Regions from separate parts of the Macaca mulatta genome. Here region 1 is linked to region 2. The links are chromatin contacts, called in public Hi-C maps. All regions are on one chromosome and are shown on one strand. Each heading gives the region's core, a stretch centred on a gene start, on an enhancer-like site or on the middle of the called end of the contact. The rest is flanking DNA. Distances are from core to core; before and after follow the strand shown. Region 1 holds the start of ST8SIA3 (ST8 alpha-N-acetyl-neuraminide alpha-2,8-sialyltransferase 3). Region 2 holds the start of ONECUT2 (one cut homeobox 2).

Region 1 (3,190 bases), core at 307-2,806, 80 kb after region 2:
CAGGGCTGGAGCCCGCGGCGCTGCGAGGACCACGGAATCAGCACCGCGGACAGCGGCCGCCCCGCCAGCCTGACCCGCTACGCCCTTGCAGCCCCAGAGAATTGATTTTTGGAGAAAGGGCAGAGGAAACCGGACACCCAGGGAAAGCCTGGGGGTGGTTCCTGCCTTAACCTCTTCCTTCCCGAGCCCACGTCCGATTTCACTTCCTATAACTTGGCTGGGGGTCCCCGGGGGCCGCCGGCCAACTCCGCTCCTCGGTCCAAGCGGGGCTCCTCTGGGTTCCTCGCCTCGGTCCCAGCTTCGACCACAGGTGGCACTTTGTAGTTGTCACCTGCCCGTCAGGATGCCCCGCTGGGGGAGTTCCCGGGGTCACAGGTAGGGGCGGGGGCTCTCGCAGAGCTGCGTCAAGCTGCGCCTGGCGCCTTCTCAGTTCGGCCCAGCGCCTGGCGGTGACTCCGACCTGGCGAGGGTGGGCGGCCCTTCCGAGGCTGGCTTCCCGCAGGGGGCGGGGGATGCAGGAATCCCGGAAAGGGGGTGGGGGCGGTGGCAGCGAGGGAAAGGGTCGAGGGAGAACGCCCCAGGGGCTTCCTGAGAATAAACCCGCGTGTCCTTTGATAGGGCTGGGGGAGGAGAGGAGGAGGGCGCGAGGGGAGTCCGGCGCCTGCGCCATTAAACCGCCCGCACCGCCCCGGGCCCGGCCCGCGGAGTCTGAGGACAGGGCGCGGGGAGGGCGCTCCCCTCACGCCAGTCCATCTCCGCCCGCCACCCCCTCCCGAACACACACACCGTCTTTCCCTCCACCCTCACCCTCCTGAAAGCCTCCCCCAGCCCCCATTTCTGAAATGAGGGAAGGGATGCTGAGAAAGAATACGAGAAATGCAATCACATCGATTTGGACAACGGCTTCTAGGGGCTTTGGGGTAAAAAAAAAAAAAAAAAAAAAAAACCAGGGAGGGGGAAGGGAGAATTAGAGAGAGGAGTGGAAAGACCGCGCAGTTATCTGGCCCAAAGAGTCTCGGAGAAACCAAAACACCCCTCCCCCACGTCTCCCCTTCCCCAAACACCCCAGCAACCAAATTCCCGAGGGCGCTAACACAGAGGCCCGCACTCACCGGAATCCCGCGTGGAACATGTACATTCGGGGCGCCCCCGGGCTGGCGTACTTGGGAGTGGTGAAGATGTTCTCCTTTTTCAGGGACACGTAGCTGATGAGCGATAAAATCAGCAGGGCGACGCTGAGCATGACCAGCCCCAGCACACTGGCGACCCGGGCCATTTTGCAATTTCTCATCCCGGGCTGGGCTGGGTTCAGGGAAACCGGGGAAATCGGTCCATTGAGCGGCCAGCAGCTCGCTGGCGCGCGCGCGCGTGTGTGTGTGTGTGTGCGCGCGCGCGCGTGGCGGAGGAGGGGGACCCGGGGGGGGGCGGGGTGGCGACAGGGGCCGGGGGTTGGAGCCGGCAGGAGCCCCAGAGAGCAGCGGGACCCCCTAGGCAGGGGCGCGCGGGGCCCGGCGCCGAGCAGGAAGATGGAGGGGCTGCGCGGCGGCGTGGCGAAGGAGCGCGCAGCGCCGTGCGTCCCCGGCAGCCGGCTCAGGCTCCCCCGCGCGTTTCCAGCGAGGCTGCCATCTCTGCCGCCGCCTGCAAGATAAATGTGATTGGAATAATGTTACAGTTCGATCTAAGCACAGGATTTAATTAATGAACTCTAATCTCCCAAATAACCGGGGGGAGGGGGTGCAGGAGAGGGAGGGAGTAGGGGGAGGTGGTGGAGGGAGGGGGAATGAGGCTGACAGGCTGCAGCCCGCGCCTACGGCCTCCCCGGCTGAGGGTGCCGGCGAGGTGGCTATAGGGAGACGAGATCCCAAACTTAGTTTAATGGACCATTCATTACTTTATAATATCACGGAATAGGGAGACAAATAACCGGATTTGCTGTCCTAGAGTATAAACAACAGCTGGGTGCTTCTCAGAGAAGCAGGGAGAATGGTTTTTGGAAGGCAGCTGTTTAAAAGCATGTCCCCTCATGCGGGGGCCCTGGCCCTCTGCCCCCCGACCCTCCACCCCAAAGGAAGTTCCAAACAGCAACTGGGCCTGCCTGCCTCGGGAGCCCTTAAAACCTTCTTGGAATTTGCCAGAATGACTCCCCTGTCCGCCTTTTATGCCCACGACATACTTCACTTATCCCTAAAGGTTGGGTAGTGCCTAGCAAAGTTGCCAGGTGACCTGTGAGTAGGGAGGGCCTGCCTTCCTCTCCCCTTTCCGTCTTCCAGTGGAAGGACAATGTGCTTGCCCCTGACTTGACGGCCTGGTGAAGTCAGCCCTGGTTTAACTTTCCATTGCCCACTCTTCAGACCCATCCCTCGGGCCTGGCCTCCTGATGGACTAAGTGGCCTGAGCCTTCCAGAAGCTGAGGCCATTAAAAAACGCAGATCTTTTTATGAAGGAGCCCAAGAACCAAATAAGAGAGGCTGCCTCTGAGAGTGGAAGGAAAACGCACTAACACTTTGCGTTGCTTGACCTTAAATTTGTTTTAGTATATTCACATGTTTCTTGTTTTAATATCCATTAGAAATACAAATTAATCCATTTTCAGTCATGCAATTAGGTGCTCAGGGGAAACTCGCATGTTTCTTTTAACTCTGTCCTTTGCAATTAGCTTATGGCCTCTGCCACCCTAGCTTTACTCTTGGCTTAGTACTCCCTAATACTGGTCAATAAGCGCTAATGAAGAGAGCTAGGGGTGAGAAATTGGCCTTTGAGTTCTGATAAAACAAGTTGAGATTTTTCCAAGGTGGTTATGACTTCTTTCTCTCCTGAACTTCTTGCCCTGTGGGCTTTCATGGACCTAATGTTATTATCTGTCTGGGGTCTGTAAGTAAATTCCTTGAAGGGGTGAGCTCCTGGATTGTAAGCTTCTGCAGAGCAAGGCTTGTCTTCCTTCTCCAATACTGTCTCTCACACACGTTATGCTTGCTAAATGTTTGAAGACCTGATGAGCTCCCTTGGGAAACATATCTGTGTGGTTGTGGACAGTAGCACACAGAATGCTCCTATTTGTTTCTAATGACAAAGGGGGTCACTTTGCACCCACTAGACTTTTTGACCAAAATCTAAAAGTGTGTGTCAGAAGGACACAAATAGTCTCCTTCCCTCCGTGGGACTTTTTTATTATTTAAAAAAATTTAGAAAA
Region 2 (3,548 bases), core at 888-3,387:
TAAGTTTGCCTATATGGTGGGTGGGAGAGTAGAGAGCTCTCTTGCCTCTGCAGAGCAAAGCCTCTCAACTGCCTCTGCACAGGGAGACTAGCCAGCCCGGAAAATTGAAATGCGTTGTCTGAAAAAGACTTAAAGTGCACAGGGTTTTGAATAAGGGCAGGTTCCGGTTTTTGTGAGTCTTGGAAAGACAGGCCTCCTAGAGGAAAACGCACACGCCCATCCCGCCTTCCAGTACCTGGGAAGATCGGACAGAGGGCAAAGGTTGGCACATTGAGAGGAGGGCGAATATAACGGGGGCGGGCTCGGTCAATGAAAGCTCAGGGACAAGGAGAGAGTAAGAAAGAAAAAGAAAAGGGAGAAGAGAAAGTAGGGGAAGAGCAGAAGAGAAAGAGAAAATGGAAGAAGAAATTAAAAACGAGAAGAAAGAGGAAGTGTATAGGAAAGAGAAGGAAAGAATCAAGATAAGTGATTCGGGGCGCAGACCTGGGCCACAAGCACCGGACCAGGAGCCCTCTTCCTAGCAGCCTGGCCCCTGGTTAGCCCCGGCCTTACCTGCCAGGCGTAAGGCGGACATGCGCTGGAACTCGGGTTCCTGAAGCCACTTCCACATCCTGCGGAAGGTCTCCCTGCCAGATTTGAGTTTACTCCACGGTTTTGGATTCCGGAGCAGGTCGGAGAGAGTCCCCTGAGACCGGCACAGCACCCTCTGCGCGAAGATCGCCTGGGGGATACTGTAGCGCTTCAGCTCCGCGGTGATGCGCTGGGCCACCTCTTTGGTGTTGATCTCCTCCAGCTGGCCCGACGTGGCCACCTGCGAGCCCGATGAGGACGAGGGTGGCCGCTCGCGACTGGGGGCCAGCACCGGCCCGTGAGACTGAGTGTGGCCCGGGTGGTGCAGACCGTTGAGGTGCGACATCATGGCCGCAGGAGGGGTGCCCAGGCCGCGGGACAGGTGTTGCTCACCGCGGGTCAGCATGGCAGTGTGGTGCGCGTCGAAGTTGGGGCTGAGCATTTTGTCATGGCCCGGCGGACCGTAGTTGGGCAGACTCTGCTGCGCATTGTGGAGGCCGCCTAGCCCGTTGCCCAGCGGCGTGGCGGCCAGCGGGGACAGGCTCTGGCTCATGCCGGGCATCTCCTTGTAGGGGCTGTAGAGGTTGTTCATGGCCGGGAGCCCGCGCTCGTCGCGCATGAGGGTGAAGCTGCCGCTGACGTTGCCGGACAGGCGCTGGTGGTGGTGGTGGTGGTGGTGGTGGTGCGGATGGTGGTGCGGGTGCGGGTGGTGGAACTTGTCAGACACGGTGGAGATGGGTGGCAGCGGCTGAAGCGGCGTCAGCGTGGTGTAGGTGTTGCTCATGCCCATGCCAGGCGGAGACGAGTCGCAGGACATGCTCATGGCGTGGTGCAGCGGAATGGAGAGCTCGGGCCGGTAGTCGCCGCCGTCCAGGATCGAGGCCATGCTGGTGACCATGGCCGAGCGCGACGCCGCCGCTGCCGCCGCTGCCGCCGTGCCCAGCTCCTGGTGCGCGGTCGGAGGCGGCTGAGGGCCCCGCAGCGAGCCAGCGGCGCCGCGGCCCGCGTGGTGGGGGCTGGGGCTGGCCAGCAGCTCCTGCTCATGGCCCGGGCCCCCGCCGCCGCCCCCGCCGCCCCCGCCGCCGCCCCCGCCACTGCCGCCGCCGGCCGGCCCGTGCAAAGTGCCCAGACTTTCCATTGTCAGCTCCGGGTTCATGGCGCAGCCTTCTAGGTCTTTGGTGAGGCATCGATAAGCGGTGTAGGCAGCCTTCATTCAGTCCATCGGGGCCCTGGGGCTGCAGGGGCGGCGGGGGCGGCCGGCGGGCGGGCAAGGCGCGCGTGGCGGGGCTCGGCCGCGGGAGTCGGGGCGGGGGGCGCGGGAGTGCGGGAGTGAGTGGAGTGGAGCGCGCGTGCGGGTGTGCGCCCCGGGGCTGCGGGCGGGCTCGCCCGGGGTGGGGGCGGGGTGGGGGCGGACGGGGCGTGTGTGCGGGAGAGGGGAGGGGACGGGGAGGGAGGGAGGGATCACCGGGCCCCGCTGCTTGGGCCGGTGCGCAGCCTCGCCATGTCCGAGCCCGCTCCGGCGCCGACGTCTTCTGTTTGGGTGAGCGGGAGCTGTCCAGAAGGGCTCTGCCGCTCGCCGGGGCAGCCAACCTACCCTCCCGGACCTGGGGCGGGGCCACGCCCGACGGGCGCCACGCGCAGCCACTCCAAGGCCGCATCTACCCCCGGAGGCGGGCCTTCTACGGGAAGCTACCAATGGCTGTGAAGGGGGCGGGGCGGCGCTTTTCAGGTTTGGCTGACGGCTCGGTGCCTTTTTTCCTCCTTTGCTACTGGAATCAAACGTCAAGGAGAGGGAGGGAGGGGAAGGGGGGGTCGCTGGAGAGAGGGAGGCTGGAGTGCGAGCGAGAGAGATTCGGTGAAAGATGCCGCGCTGTGTTCCCCCTGGGCAGCTGCGATCTGGGGGAAGGGGCATTGCTTCAGTCGCCTTCGCCTCACCCCAAAGCTTCCCTGGAGGCGAGTAAGCCGGGAGCAAAAGACTCCGCTATGTGCCAGTGTAGACGAACACTCGTCGCTAACAAGCCACTTCCCGAGAGTCCCTAGCTGGGAGCCACTAGTTTAGCCTTTTAAAGTGCAGGCGCTAATGTATTCTAATGCACGGTAAATTCCCGAGGCCGGGGAGTGCATAATCTATGCGGCCAGAGGAACTGTAGCGCCCTCGCCGCCAGCGAGCTGCGACCGGCCGGCGGCCCACGGGCGGCGCGGGCAGCCGTAACGCATGCAAAGGTAACACAATAACATCATTTAATTACCCGGTGAGCCCATAAATCTCAGTTATGAGGCTTCCGAAGAGCCCTGCTAGATTGCAAAACAAAACTAGAATTCCGGGAGCTGCCGTTTCAAGGTGACCAAGTGCTTTCTGCATCAGCGACTTGGAAAGAAGTGGGGAGAGTGTAGAACTAGGGGGGTGGAGGTGAGGAGGGTCGCTGGTGTCCGTAGTGAGCAAACTTCTCCCGGGGGCAGAGAGTAAGCAAACCAGCTGGGACGGCACCCGCGGACCTTTCTCCTAATACACACTACACACACACACATACACACACACACCCGCTTCTCTCGAATCCCGAGAGAGGAACGGCGGTGGGCAGCCGAAAAGGAGTCCTGGCTGACATCTGCATATTCAAACCTTGTTTCTGGAAAGGCCAGCAACCGGCCAGCCCGAGCACACTCGCAAGCCAAGGCTTTAAAAAGTGCACCAACGTCTTCCTAGAATTTCCGTTGTTTAGCTACCCCAGGTCTGGAGGTGGGAGTGGAACTGGGGGACAGAGGAGTTGGAGATTTCTGCAGCCCGAGTGGGGGTGGAGGGGTGGTTGAAGACAGAGAGGCCAATCCCCCGGCATAAAGCCTTAAAAGTAACAGATTCTTCCAAAGCAGGTTGCGCTCTGTTTGCCTCCGAAGATTCAAGCTAGCTGAGGTTGCGCAGATGTTGCCTTTGTTTAAAGAGACAGTAATTAAGGACAGGGTGGACATAAGTTTGAGAAGCG

Evidence for each region. A called contact is a pair of places that touch in the nucleus more often than the background predicts.
Region 1: a contact with region 2 is called in a Hi-C map of liver, with 5 times the contacts expected there. The contact joins the promoter of ST8SIA3 here to the promoter of ONECUT2 in region 2. A contact is called at or near these places in 2 of 14 Hi-C or Micro-C datasets (fetal cortex germinal zone and liver).

Annotation. Positions count from the first base shown.
Region 1 is chr18:23,648,010-23,651,199 of T2T-MMU8v2.0, forward strand. It overlaps ST8SIA3 (ST8 alpha-N-acetyl-neuraminide alpha-2,8-sialyltransferase 3), which reads right to left and starts at 1,557. Exons shown (of 4, transcript XM_015122063.3): 1 at 1,113-1,557. The coding sequence starts at 1,291.
Region 2 is chr18:23,567,307-23,570,854 of T2T-MMU8v2.0, forward strand. It overlaps ONECUT2 (one cut homeobox 2), which reads right to left and starts at 2,138. Exons shown (of 2, transcript XM_015122065.3): 1 at 553-2,138. The coding sequence starts at 1,783.